Linked DNA regions of Danio rerio: region 2 is linked to region 1. The links are chromatin contacts, called in public Micro-C maps. All regions are on one chromosome and are shown on one strand. Each heading gives the region's core, a stretch centred on a gene start, on an enhancer-like site or on the middle of the called end of the contact. The rest is flanking DNA. Distances are from core to core; before and after follow the strand shown.

Region 1 (7,742 bases), core at 1,703-4,202:
GCCAGGATTCCTTCTCCTAATAAACAGTTTTGTTGGAGCACTAGAAGCTGGGAGTTTTTACGCGAGACTCTCAGGTTTGGAGGAGGGTGTCCTGAAGTGTCCTCAGCCTGGAATGAACCCTGTCGTCCCGTGAGGAAGCGCTGTTTAGTCTGCAGCGAATGGAGGCAAGGATCCACAGTGCCCTGCGCCTCACAGCAGTCTCAGTCAGCACCTGCCAGCATCACAAAACACACACACGCGGTTAAACGGTCATCATAGAAGTCCAGTAAACTAATACAGTTATTAAGATGAGCTAGTGAAGTGAGTGATGTATATTATTCTGTCATTATTTACTCCCATTCTTTGCCTGGACACAGGGAACATTTTGGTTAGTTTTTAATGCTGTTTTTTTTTTTCAGTTGTGTGATCACAAGAGGTCAGCCAAAACATACCATCAGTTCCACATCAGTTTAGCTTTTTTAAGTTACGTTTCACAGAGATCCTTCTAGGCCTGTCACAATAATCAATATATCAACTTATCGTGCAATATTTGGAGATGACCTTAATCATTTTTGCCATTGCAATGTACACTCACCGGCCACTTTATTAGGTACAACTGCTTGTTAGCGCAACTTTCTTATCAGCCATTCACATGGCAGCAACTCAATGCGTTTAGGTAGTAGACATGGTCAAGACCATCTGCTGCAGTCCAAATCGAGCATCAGAATGGAGATGAAAAGTGATTTAAGTGACTTTGAACGTGGTAAGGTTGTTGGTGATGGTCTGAGTATTTTAGAAACTGTGTACCCATCTTCTGATAGCTACTTCCAGTAGGACAACGCACCATGTCAAAGCGTGAATCATCTCAGACTGGTTTAAACACGATGACAATGAGTTCATTGTATTCAAATGGCCTCCACAATTACCAGACCTCAATCCAATAGAGCACCTTTGGAATGTAGTGGAATGAAAGATTTGCATCATGGATGTGCTGCTGACAAATCTGCAGAAACTGCTATCATGTCAATATGGACACAAATCTTAGAAGAATATTTCCAGTACCTTGTTGAATCTATAGTATGTCACGAAGGATTAAGGCAGTTTTGAAGACAAAATGAGGTCCAACCCGGTACTAATAAGGTGTACCTAATAAAGTGGCCAGTGTGTGTATATTTACAAATTCACAAATAATGTTTGAGCCATTTTACGATGACATTTCCATTCGCCCTCCCCGGTATCTAAGTTTATAACTGTACATTTACCTAATAGAACATTTAATAGTGTATATATAATAGGACTTTTACCTTTTTGACATCAAATTATAGAATTGAAATAAATTTAAGAATGCTAAGTAATGTAAAGTGTTCATGGCTATTTTCATTATTATGCCGTTATATAACCATTATGTAATAAGAGGCATAAAATGATCTCAAAATGACAATTATATCGCTTATCACAACAATAAACGTGACAATATATGGCACTACAAAAATTCTTTATCATGACAGGGCTAGAACCTTCCATATTATTTTAATAATCAATTATATGGCAGTGCAACAGTTGAACAAACTCGTGTCGAGTAAAAAAAAAGTCTAAATTATTTCAATTCAGAACGTTTATATCATGAGTAAAATTAATTTAACATCATCAACACTTTTTATGATGATAAACCAAAGTTTAAGTTTGTTTTATATCTACCAGACAATTCTAAAAGAGAATGGATTAGTTTTATTTATTTTTTGTTATTAAATAGGATAAGGGAATTAATTAATTGTGTAAAAATCTTTACAAACCACATTGGACTGACATTGTGGTAGTGTAATACAACCTAAAAAACTGCTGGGGGCTCTTTTTATAAAGAAAACAAAACAAAAAAGTGAAGTAAATAAGTCAATGAAAACCTTCCTCTGCAGTGAGCTGTTAACACAAGAATGACTGCAATCAGACCACTCGCTTGCTAAAGAATTGCATCAGTAAATGAATCATCCTTCTGAACCAGTTCAAACCGCTGACTTGAGTTTCAGCAAAAAAAACTAATCAAAAATGAATAATGATTTAAATCTCAGTCTGCTGCTCATTCAAATCTAGCAGAGGACTCTAGAAATCTTGGATTTTAAAATGATCCAAAGTGCTTTTATGGTTTCTGTTTTTCAGTTTCGATCTTTAACAGCCTGTGGTCACTATGAATTGTTGCATGTGCATGAATATTATATTAAATACCACATAAAATACCAATTCTGAATAAATCATAGAGTAACCAAAGCTGAGAGGACTATCAAAACTCTGCATTCAAGCTTTTGTTTGCAGACTTTTATTTATCATTGTGTGTGTGTGTGTGTGTGTGTGTGTATGTGTGTATGTGTGTGTGTGTGTGCGTGCATGAAGCTGAAACGCTTCTGATTTTAAATGTGTCGTAAACAGCCAGCAGCCCGTTTTATTCTGTTGTTCTCTGCATACCACGAGAACTAGCGTAGGGTCAATAAAGGCACTGATGACAACTTAATTGGGCTCCGCGCAGCCCTCGTCTCGTCTTGAATAGGCCACCGGGTTCGCATGAGCAAACCCCTGGCATTTGAAGACGTAAATGTAATTTCACAGTGTGCTAAAACTGACTCACTGAAGACCTCACCTTGTCACTTATTTCAGTGATAATGCTAACAGGTCCGTGGGAAAAGACGGCAAAGTTTGAAAACAGATGCAAGACAAGGTTTGCCGAAATGGAGGAGGAGGACAACAGCTCTTTCACAGCACTGAGGTGTCTGGGAGGAGGAGGATGATTGAGAAACAGCATCCTCAGATGAGTCCAGGCTTCTCTGGCCACTGCCTGAGATTAAGACAAAGAGGAGGAAGCCATCAGTAATTTTCCAGTCTGCTTCACTTTGCTGTTTTTAACTTGTGACGTAGGGTGGACTGGCTGCGCTGCCATAATTAGATCTCTTACGGTTTGCTGGGAGCGCTGGTGCCCTCTGTTGGTGGGGTGGTGGAAGAACGTCAGCAGCCACAGCAGCGCTTCCGTGTTTCCAGACGCTGCCAGAACAAGCAGCTCGACGGCTGTGTCCACCCAATACCCACAACGCACCAGCAGGAACCAAGCCTCAAACATAGGCTGATACGCCCTAGAAAATCACCATCCATCCAAACACAGTGAAAAACAGAACTGTTATTTGCTGTTACATATGTGGAGGCATGAGTAGATTGAGTGAGTTTCTGGTTAAGAGAAAGAGATTTTTTTTCATGACTGATAGATGCATGTTCTAGTTTATCATCCTGATGACACCTGCAGTTGACACTTTTGCAATAAATATAAAAATATGCACACTTTTATGCAAAAGACCATATGACAACAATGGCTATAACTAGAAAAATCTATAAAATGCACTGAAAATGAAAGTTATTATTATTGTGAAGAAACGATTATGGCTGAGAGCCAAATTGTTGTTGTTTTTGTTGTGTTTAATTATTATTACTTTTATTCAGCAAATATAGATTTTATATACACATACACATATACATATATATATGATGGTTTATTGTGGGTATGTTGTTTACATAAAGAAATCTGTGTTACAAGTTAAACAAAAATTCTAATAATGAATTATATTTTGAATTAAAACAGTATTTGTCTTGCGTTTACATTAATTTTACATTAAGCTTCAGTCTTTTCACGATTAATTTTTTTTTAAGTGCGATTAATTAGTTAATTTTTTTAATCGATTGACAGCACTAATATATATATATATATATATATATATATATATATATATATATATATATATATATATATATATATATATATATATATTAATTCGACTTCTGATTGGGAGGTTATGTCCGGTCCCGATTATGTGATTGGATCTGGATATCCCTAGTGATCTCTAAATGTGTAAAGAATTACCATAAATAGTTCTATACACATCAAAGTTTAAATTAATATACCTGATTTGTCCTGCTAAATTTATAACATACTTCATCCTTATGTGCATATATTATACATGCACATCTATTAGAATGGGGCTTTGAAAGGAGGGTAACATCTACAGTACAAAAGACCTCATGAATTATAATAGATCAATTTTCAAGCTTTTCAAGACATTTAAACACGATACTTGGTCTCGACGTGGACAGAGCTTTTTTCAGGACAAGGATTTGTGAAGAGGAGCTGTGTACTTGAAGTGAAAATCTATCACTGAAAATCTGTTCATCTGTGTCCAAATGCTCTCCTGTGTCAAACCTGAGCTGCCTAGAAACATACAGGATCAAATCTCTCTACTAAGAGCACTGCGGATGATAAGAGAGCGATGAAGTGTAGAGTGTCTTAAAGCTCATCTCACCTGACATCTTCCTCCTCATTCTCCGTCACGCTCTGAAGTAAACTTGTGATCCAGCTCAGATGATCCAGCCAGGCCTCCCTGGGAACCTCTGAAAGACGGTGAAATGAGAAGTGCAGAAATGAGACACTTTTGAAATTGATTTGGAGCTGGATATCTAACTTACTCACTGATAACAAACCTGCAGTTGAATTAAATGTACCAATCCTTCAGTAAGACTTAAATTATATTTGGCCAGTGATACGTATGGAAATGTTGCTGCCTGCTATATTGTCATTAGAGATTTTGGTCTTTATGAATATATCTAAATTATTATCCTTAAGGTGATGTGAATCTCTTCTAAAGCATACAAATACCATAATATGTTTGCAAATATTTAAGAAACATGCCAAGTGAGCATACTTGATTATCTAAAAAACAATGCTGAAGTCAGATATTCTGCGTTGAAAATGCATTTTACGTGCCGGAAAGCTGTGTTTTGTAATTTTAACCTGCCCAATGCTAGTTTAGCCAATTATATTTCAGCACACTGGGTTACCTTGGTGGAAAACAGCGCATTACATTTATTCATTCATGCAAATCTTTAAGAAAGGCTCTGAAATCATGCAAGCGACCGAAATGCAACCTCCGGTGGACAGTAGCAGGCTTCAAAATGAGACACAGAATTAATTATCAAATGATATAAATATTATGAACGTAAACATCAGGTGAGCAAGTTACGTTGTAACGGCATGGTTTTCGCTACATTAATTTTTCCATGGTGGGGCGCATGCCAAAATTAATCCCGCCATTTCACTTTACTTCAGGGCGCACTCTGTAGGTCTATTGGAGACATTTATAAATATTCCCAGCAAATCTTATAAATGTTAAAGACATACTTGTTACATAAATGCACGAAATCGCACTTCAGCAGGATTTATTTGAGAGCGCACAAGAAGATCTGCGCTTGAGCAGTTTGAGGGGGCATGCAAGAAGTTTTGTGCACGAGTAGAGGAAATCGGCGTGCAAGTAAAGTGATTTTCATGCTCGTAGGCTATTACATAAATGCATATAATAAACTAAAACTCGAACCAGTGACCTTCTTGCTGTGAGTTGACAGTGCAAACCACTGATCCTATTTAAATATATTTTAAAATGAAATGTATTCAAGTGATTTCAAAGCTGAATTATTAGTCACATGATTCTGCGGAAAACATTCTGATATGCTGGTCAAGTTACCAAGTTACCATTCTAAAACTTTGGACCAGTAGTTTATGACTTGTTTATATATAAATGTACTAAATCGCACTTCAGCAGGATTTATTTGACAGCGCACAAGAAGATCTGCGCTTGAGCAGTTTGAGGGGGCATGCAAGAAGTTTTGTGCACGAGCAGAGGAAATCGGCGCGCAAGCAAAGTGATTTCCATGCTCGTAGGCTATTACATAAATGCGATCTTGAATACTGCGCTCACAACATTTGTCATTGAAATATTGCCACAGGCAGTCGGTAGATCTGTGTAAAAAGGCCTGCCTCCACAGCTGGAAAAAATCCTAGAGGAAACACTGAACCGCGTGTCCTAACAACATGCTTCGTGACGAGATACGCAGTGATAAGCAATTTAGCTGTTTGCACCAGACGAAACGTGACAGAAATTTACATACAGCCATTCAGAAGCACAGAATCTGCAATCACTCACAAAATAAGGTTTATAGTGTATTTAATACATATTCAATACACTTTAACATTATTAAATGTAAACTACATGCTGAATCACTCATTTGTGTTTAGTTCTAAAGTACAATTTAAATGGTTTATTTTATTTTCAAGATCTGAGGTGATCTGCTGCTGCTGCTTTTAGTAGTATGGCATTAAATGTCATTTAAAATGGCATTCAAACTCACAATATTATCATTTAACACTGAACAAAGCACATGAGGTGTACCTGAGGTGATCCATGTCATAGTTTTCTGTTGTTCACTTGTGAGAAATAGAAGCTTTTCAAACAAATCCATTTGTGGTGTTGGTTAGGGCAAAAACTCCCTTTAATAGGGAAAATATTCCTTCTATCGGGTGCCGTTGCTTTTATTTAGAACATGGTATAAATCACTTGCTCCTGTCCTTAATCTGGTAACCTGTGCTTGTGTTTGTTTTGATCCAGGAGTGCAATACCTAGTTCAACCACTGGGTGTTAAACTTTTTGCCTACTTGTTCTGATGTATATAAAAAAAGTAATAAAAACAAAACTAAATAAAATGCATTTTTTGATTTATAATTTTTTTAAAAGTTTTTGTTATCTGCACTTTAATGTAAGGGGAACAAAACAATGAAAAATAGATTTCCTTTTCTTATAGTTATATACTGTACACACACACACACACACACACACACAATATTTATACAATTGTGTTTCTATTAAATATATTCATTCATTCATTTATTCATTCATTTTCCTTGAGCATTGAGCCTTAATTGAGCATTAATAAAGTTTTTAAACTAAACTAAACACGGGGAGAACATGCAAACACCACACAGAAATGCCAACTGGCCCAGTCGGGACTCGAACCAGTGACCTTCTAGCTGTGAGTTGACAGTGCAAACCACTGAGCCTATTTAAATATATTTTAAAATGAAATTTATTCAAGTGATTTCAAAGCTGAATTATTAGTCACATGATTCTGCGGAAAACATTCTGATATGCTGGTCAAGACACCTTTACTATTCAAAAAGAAGATTTTTGCTATTCTTTGGATCAAATAAATGCAGAAGAGATTTCTTTGAAAACATATAAAAAAAGTTACCATTCTAAAACTTTGGACCAGTAGTTTATGACTTGTTTATATATAAAAAAAAATATTTTGGTAATTTAGTATTATTTTTTTTTATTTATTATTATTTTTTTGTAATTTTTTGATATAGCAAAACTGTGAACACTGTTTCAGGCTAGCAGAAAAAAAAACTTAAATACACTTTTAAGTATTAATTTTAATGCATCTTAAAATGATGCTTTATGTAAATAATTATTTTCAGTTTTTTTTCTCTCAAAAGATTTGCAATTCTTATTCTTAGAATAGGAAAGTAAAATATTTCACAAGAAACAGTGAACATGTGTTTTTAGTGATCAGAGTTTCAAATGTTTAGATCACAATCCAGTATATCCAATTTATTAGTTGGCATCAAAAATAAACATTCTCATGAAAATCCCAAAACATTGAACCCTATTATCATTTTAAGAGAAAAAAAAACAAGTGAGTAAATGACAAAAATGTCATGTCATGTCATGTCAGATGGATGAACCGTCATGCAAGTCCTGTAAAGCACCATAGTCTACGTTTAGCTCAGAGAGGTAAATAACTAACTCCGGCATTCAAAGGTCTCCTTTCAGAGACCACAGCACCTTCATGTCAACCATTCCAGGTATAATGACAATTGAACCAGTGCAAACAAATAACAGCAA
Region 2 (7,742 bases), core at 3,358-5,857, 180 kb before region 1:
TAAAAATTGGATAGGCGTCAAGACTTTTGTCAGGCAGTGTATGTTCATTAGGCCATATTTTAGATTTTTATTTGGTTAATGACTACCCAGCTAATCTCTTTAAAGGTCCTTGCACACTAGGTCTGCACGATTAATCGAAGAAAATATTAATGCTTATTTTGTTAGTAAAACAGTCTCTGTAGTTGACAGTAAATCTCCAGCATCTACTTCCAGGTGGAGTAGCGTTTACTACACAGAGCCATAGTTTACTGACAAGCTATGCCCAAAATTGCAGATGATTTAATCGCCACAATCCTGATATCAAAGAGAACAATTCAGCTGTTTGTGTAAAGCTTTTCAGTAAACTACAGCCCTGTGTTGCTGTTCACTTGAAAGCACACACAAATACCATGTTCTCACCTCATAAAAAAAATTTATTAAATAAAAACTCACCTCAAAACTTCAGTCGAGTGTCTGAAATAAATAATTCTGTGAGATGCCCTTTGGCTTTCAGAGGATATTCATTACTTATCACAGAGCCGTGTTTTCCTTACAAGATGTGCATGAGAATTATTAAATTTTTTCTGAATTGCTCCATTTCATTTTGAGTAATCGTGCAGCCCTGTCTATCGCTCAGTCCGAAATTTTCAGGAATTTTTCATTCACTTTCTTTATTTTCGGCTTGGTCCCTTTATTAATGAGGGGCACCACAGTGGAATGAACCGCCAACTTATTCAGCATAAGTTTTACACAGTGAGGAATCTTTCCTATTTAAAAAAATAAATACAACCAATGTTGCGTCAGTCATGTTAACACTGCGAATGAAATGTTCATTACACAATTGGGTAAAATTTTCTGCAGTTTCACACTCATAGCAAGAATTTGAAAAGTTTTAATGCTTTGACTATTCAGCGCCATCGCACATGTGGGCGGCAAAATCTATATCTGTTTTGATGCCTTGCATGCATGTTTTCCTACCATTTGGTGTGTGTGCTTCTGTCTGTTCGTGTCCATGTCCATACTTCAGACAAACTTTCTGCTCAGGATGAGTTGATTCATGGAAATCTTTAACCCCTTTACTTCCTGTCTAACAAAATCTGACTAATTTCTATGGTTAAATTATGTTCTTATTAGGGTTAAATATAGAGTTTTTGGTTTTAATGATAACCTATGGACTAAAGGTCAACCAGTTTCGGTGCCCAGTTAAAGGGTTAATATCCTCCAGAATTACTAGCAAAGCAATAAAATGAGCAACTGACATACCAGAAATAAACTATTTGTCACACAGGATGATTCACAGTATTTTCGATAAGGATGTGGACTCTCCTTCCTCTTTACACAGTTTCCATGTTAAATGAAAGTAAAGAGATAGATCACCCAAAAATGAAACTTTGCTAACTATTTAGTCTCCTCAAGTGGTTTCAAAAACATTGAGTTTCTTTCTTCCCTTAAATATATATATATATATATATATATATATATATATATATATATATATATATATATATATATATATATATATATATATATTTATATATATATATATATATATATATATATATATATATATATATATATATATTTATATATATATATATATATATATATATATATATATATATATATATATATATATATATATATATATATATATATATATAAAGATATTTTGAAGAAAGTTAAAACCCGTAAACATTGACTTTCATTAAAAAATAAAAAATAAAAAAAGTACTATGGAAGTCAATGGTTAACGATTTACAGCATTCTTCAAAATATCTTTTTTGTGTGTCCAAAGAATGAAGAAATTATGATAACCAGATTTTTGGCTGTATTGTCTCTTTAACATTTGCTTTTTCTTTTCCTTTTAATAACAATGAGAGTACACAAAGTACTCCTGTCAGGGTTCTGCCACTCTGGTCTTGTAAATTCTTGTTGTGGTGGCAGAGTCCGGACACTGGCCCTGTCTTGTCCTGTTTCTGTCATTGTGTGTGTCTCTGGGTGCCTCGGATGCGTGCGTTCTTGTACTCGTATTTGTGTTTTGTTCTGTCAGCATTGCGCTGCTTCATTCTCAGCGTCTCCGTCTAGTTGGTTTCTGTTTTGGTTGGCACTGAGATGAGACACCCCGACCGTGACAACTCCATTTTGGTGGCATTTGTTTATTTCTTTGCCCGCAATATGGATTTGAACAGAAAATGGTTCATGGTTTCTGTGGATGATTATTTTTTTTAGGATGATGTATACAAAAATGAATTTTCTCTCTTGACATGTTTTCAGTTTGACCTCACACCAATCGAGGTGGCCATTGAGGACATGCAGAAGAAGACCCGAGAGCTGGCTGAAGCCACACACAGGGAGAAACCGGATGCTGTGATGCTTCAGATGGTTCTGCAGGGATCTGTCACAGCCACTGTCAATCAGGTCTGAAACCATTATATACACGACTGCTCTGACTTTTTTTTTGTTTGTTTGTTTTTATACACATGATGCAGTGTGGTTGATTGGATCACACGTAGATGAAGGACAACCATTTACATTTACACCTAGTGTTCTAAGTGCCCTAGTGTAGCAAACCATCTACTGTATAAATAATTCATTAATATAGAAATCCAAAGTTCAACAATAGATTTGTCAAATGAAAAATAAATATGCACAAGGATACATTAAAATAATTAAATCCATCTCTTCTGACTAATTTTGACCACTTTCCTGATTTGGGCTAGTCTACATATGGGCTTTTTCTGATGTTTTTATTCAGTGCAATTTTCATTGTGAAAGGTAAAATGGTGACTAATATTATGTAGAATGGAAAGCAGAATGTGATTGAAAAGAGAACATTTTAATGCTTTGAGATTTTACAATTCAAAGTTTAAATATCTCATTTGTTCAGTCTGCTTTTAAAATGTTTTTGCCTCTGCTTTTAACAGGACCAGTGTTTTGCTTTTAACATGTATTTGAAAATGCAACATGTGCCATTAGCAAAACATCTACAATATGAATAATTCATTAATGTAGTGATACAAATGTCAGCATTAGTTGATTATTTTGTCAAATAAAAAATGAATAGACATAAGGATACATTAAATTGATTAAATTTTTTTTTAATAAGTTTAAATTAATTAAATCCACATTCTACAATTATTTCACATTATAAATCATGATGGTGTTTGCACTTTGGATTACTATAATAGATAATTTCATACTCTAATTTTAGTTTTTAGTTTTGTTTTTAGTTTACACATTCTATTCCTCAAAGAATATTGAAAATAAGTCACAGTTTCTGCTAAAAATATTAAGCTTCAAGTTCTGAAGGATCATGAGACACTAAAGACTACAGTAATGGCTGTTGAATTTTAGCTTTTAATCACATGAGGAAATATATATTTTTAACATAAATAAATTGAAGTTATTGTAAATTATGAAAAGATTTTAGAAACAAAGTATATAAAATCTCTCTCTCTCTCTCTCTCTCTCTCTCTCTCTCTCTCTCTCTCTCTCTCTCTCTCTATATATATATATATATATATATATATATATATATATATATATATATATATATATATAAATAAACAGATTACTTTCTAATTTTAGGCAAACAGCTAAATCCAACTACAACATTGACTAAAAGAGGTCTTACACTTTTGCACTAGACAATCCCTGTTAGCAGTTGCTGGTATGACCCTGATGATCTGAAAACAGCATTGGAACATGATTATTTAAATATTTAAGATAATCAAATTTAATAAAACTATCAAAACTAAAATAAGTTATGTTTACATACAGTAAAACATCACAATGATGCCCTCGCATAGGCTTTAAGTCCATAATTTGGCTTGTTTATATATCGAGTCAATAGACTTGAATGTAGTTCAAGAGGCTTGTGACCATGATGTAATGCAATATGTCAAGTGAGAGAATATAATTAATATAATATTTTTTTTATTAATATTATTGTTTTTTATTGTTGTTATAATTAATTATTATTATTTAACAAAAAAATAAAAGAAACAAACAATATTTTTAATATTATTGTTTTTATTGTTGTTATAATTAATAATGTTTATTATTATTGTTGTTATTTAACATAATGAGATAAGTAAATAAATAAAAAAATAAGTCTATTTCAAAAAATGATTGTGATCATTTTAAATAACCATCAATGAGAAAAGATGCTTTTTTTGGAGTCCAGAATATGTAGTTTCCACATCTACCAGCAGGGGCTAATGGATCCCTTCTAAACAACCATACCTTAATCCCCTGACATAAACACAGCCTCAGTCGCTTTTCCAGCCAGCCAGTCTCCTTCCATCCTTTTTCTACTACAGATCTCCGCTGTGGTTTTCAAATACTTTAGGTAATGTAAGGACACCACATAAAAGCAAAACGTTCATTTTAAGGTTGTAGGGATTCACAGCGATTCTCCCAACGTCTCTACACTTATAATGATGCCTGAAGCTCCAGAGTGACAGTTTACACCACTAATCAAGTTAAGAACGTATCCAAATCCCGTGGATAGGGCTGCGGTTTTGTGATAAATGCCCTTTGGAGAAACAACATACAAAGAGCGCAGCAATGCCTCTGCTCCTGGCTCCACGGTGACATCACTCACACAAAGACTTATTCATGATCTTTCCCTTATGTGTTGACTTTACCTTGTGGCCTCCAATGGATGAAGCATTCATTTTCTCCACTAGTGCAGTGGGGGGGAGAAAGGGGGGCTTTTCTTTCCTTTTCTCACTCGGTGTGTCTCCGCAGGGTCCATTGGAGGTGGCCCAGGTCTTCTTGAATGAAATCCCAGCAGACCCCAAGCTCTTCCGTCATCACAACAAACTGCGCTTGTGTTTCAAAGAGTTCATACTGCGGTGAGTGGCTGCTTCCAATGGCAAAGACATACAAACTCAAAAGTTTTTCAGTGACGTTCGACCTAACGGAGCTTGATTTCTATTGTCGGATCAAAGGAAATATGGAAGCGCCTTTATTTAATAGTGATTGGTTTGTTTATAGTTCTTTATTTGAAAGTTCATTGAAATATGTGGACGTAAGACACCCGAGGGGGCTTTTCCGCAAGCGGAGAAACCCCACTTTAATGCCACCCAGCTGCTTTTGTTTTGCATAATCATCACAATGTTTAAAGCAAGACTCGCAACAAATTAAGATTTCGAATGCAGGGAGTTTTCGCAGGATGTATACAAGTTGAAGGTTTTATATATTGCTTTTTTTTTTTTTTGGTGATAGATCAGGTCTTGTTGGATTCTGGGGCTTGATTGTTGCCAGAGTTGCAGACAAATATTTACCGTCATTTAAAATATGTTTATTTTTCCCCATAATCCATCCAAGCTGGCACAATCCTTCTTCAGCCAAGTTAGCGTTATTTGTGCCAAGATGTTAATTCTCCTCCTAGACTGTTTAAAACATATTTGGAAGATTTGAAGCCATTTAAAATGTATTTAAAAAAGCGGTTTTGTCCCTTAGTGTCCCACATTCACAAAGCAACAGGATTATTAAAGAGACAGTTCATTCACAACTAAAAATGGTCATCATTTACTCTACCTTCACTTGACCCAAACCTTTATGAGTTTAATTATTCTGTTGAACACAAAATATGATATTTTGAAGAAAGCTGTAAACCTGAAACTATTGACTACCATACATTTTGTTATTCTTACTATGGAAGTCAATGGTTACAGGTTTTCAGCTTTCATTTATTCATTTTCTTTTCGGCTTAGTCACTTTATTAATCAGGGGTCACCACAGTGGATTGAACGGCCAACTTTTTCAGCATGTGGAAAAGCAGATAGCCTTTAAGCTGCAACCCATGTCTTGAAAAACACCCATACACTTTCATTCACACACATACATTTAGCTCACCCAATTCACCTATAGCGCAAGTCTTTGGACTGTGGGGGAAACCGGAGCACTGGGAGGAAACCCACGCAAATACAGGGAGAACATGGAAACTTCATACAGAAATGCCAACTGACCCAGCCGGGGCTTGAACCAGCGACCTTCTTGCTGTGAGGCGACATCTCTACCAACTGTGCCACTGCAACGCCCGATTTAAGTGATGTAAAGTAAATAATGAGTACATTTTTATTTTGGGATGAACTATCCCTTTAACACGGTTTTGCTCACACACATTTGGTTTTTCACAGGACTGAAATAACAACTCTAGTTCACGTTCTAAAACCAAAGATACATTTTCAGGACTCCCAACCATATTTTTGGTGAAGCCCATTGTTTTTTTTTTTTGTCAAATAAGTTTTTTATTTGGTCGTTGAATAAACTTACAATAATCACAGGATTAGTTTTCTGATATGCATACATTTACAAAAACAAAACAAACAAACAAACAAACAAACAAACATAAAAAAAAAACCAAACACCCCAAGCCCAGCCTGTAAGTATACACTACAGTGATAATCAAAACAACTTTTAGTTACAATACATTGCTTTGGGGGGAAGAATTCCCCATGAAGTAATAAAAGAAAGGGCCCCAAATTTTCTGAAATTGTCCAATGTTGCCTTTTAAAATAAATCTGGTTCGTTCCAGGTGCAGAGTAGATGTCAATTGGTAAAGCCCATTGTTAACAAACTGTGTTCACAAATAACAGAATTACTAATATAGCTCAATAGATCTCTACTTGATCTTAACAATCATACGCAAGCAACATCACAAATTTACCTGAGCCATGTCATCTACAGGTTTACAGTCACAACCTCCAGTTTTGCGTCAAAATTAAAAGTTTTAATTGGTTAATTAAGACTTAATGCATAAAATCACACATCTGTGTTATGTCAGATGTGATATAAATCTTTGCAGTTTTTGATGGTGCCATCTTTCATGTATACTTTGTTCACTGTTGCTATGGTTACATTTGATTGTCACAAGTAGAATCTGGATTTGACTGCACTGTAGTGCATTAATGCCCATCCACATTTTCAGTAACAACAGGAATTAAAAAAAAAAAAAAAATGTAAAGTGTCATAAGCCATAAACCAAACCAACCTGTCATTCACCAAGGTGAATCACAGCATTGGAAACTTTGATTTTAAATAAGTATATGAAAAGCCAACCAAAAAAAAAAGGTACAGAACTTTATCTTTTATAAATTATAAACCCCGGCAAGGCAGTGGCGCAGTAGGTAGTGCTGTCGCCTCACAGCAAGAAGGTCGCTGGTTCGAACCTCGGCTCAGTTGACGTTTCTGTGTGGAGTTTGCATTTTCTCCCTGCCTTCGCGTGGGTTTCCTCCGGGTGCTCCGGTTTCCCCCAAAGTCCAAAGACATGCGGTACAGGTGAATTGGGTAGACAAAATTGTCTGTAGTGTATGAGTGTGTGTGTGAATGTGAAAACTCCTTATGCAACTCTTTTGTCTTTTTCTATCCAAATGCAGCTAATTGCACTAATTATTCCTGACCTGGTGCTCTGCTCCTCTTCTTGTGTCGCTAATGCTGTTGTGATTGCAAACCTGCAGGTGTGGAGAGGCCATTGAGAAGAACAAGCAACTCATCACTCCCGATCAGAAGGAGTACCAGCAGGAGATGAAGAAAAACTACAATAAACTGCGAGAGAACCTGAGGCCAATGCTGGAGAGAAAGATCCCAGAGCTCTACAAGCCCATCATCAAACCTCGCATCGAGAACAGGTAAATCCACTAGTGCTACACTTGATCTTTGACTCCGCAATCAGCAAATCTCTCCAGCGTTCAGGAGTATTTCCATAATTGCTGCTAGAGGAATAGCACACCCAAAAACAAAAGATTCTCTCA

Evidence for each region. Hi-C and Micro-C count contacts between places; a contact is called where the count stands out from the background.
Region 2: a contact with region 1 is called in a Micro-C map of caudal fin, with 6 times the contacts expected there. The contact joins two enhancer-like sites. A contact is called at or near these places in 4 of 18 Hi-C or Micro-C datasets (caudal fin, embryo, hematopoietic stem cells and 1 more) and 1 of 4 datasets of contacts at active chromatin or transcription factors (caudal fin).

The regions. Positions count from the first base shown.
Region 1 is chr8:32,228,356-32,236,097 of GRCz12tu, reverse strand. fancc (FA complementation group C) reads right to left here. Exons shown (of 13, transcript NM_001040637.1): 10 at 4,311-4,398; 11 at 2,921-3,095; 12 at 2,609-2,803; 13 at 1-211. The coding sequence ends at 71. Among named protein-coding and RNA genes, the nearest start is that of mir24-3, 11 kb to the left of the region's middle. Within about 2 kb of position 2,952, at least 14 of the 62 cell types and tissues checked have an H3K27ac peak or open chromatin away from gene starts, as enhancers often do.
Region 2 is chr8:32,410,871-32,418,612 of GRCz12tu, reverse strand. It overlaps dock8 (dedicator of cytokinesis 8), which reads left to right. Exons shown (of 47, transcript XM_021478460.3): 44 at 2,254-2,397; 45 at 4,732-4,838; 46 at 7,449-7,619. Among named protein-coding and RNA genes, the nearest start is that of aopep, 18 kb to the right of the region's middle. Within about 2 kb of position 4,607, at least 21 of the 62 cell types and tissues checked have an H3K27ac peak or open chromatin away from gene starts, as enhancers often do.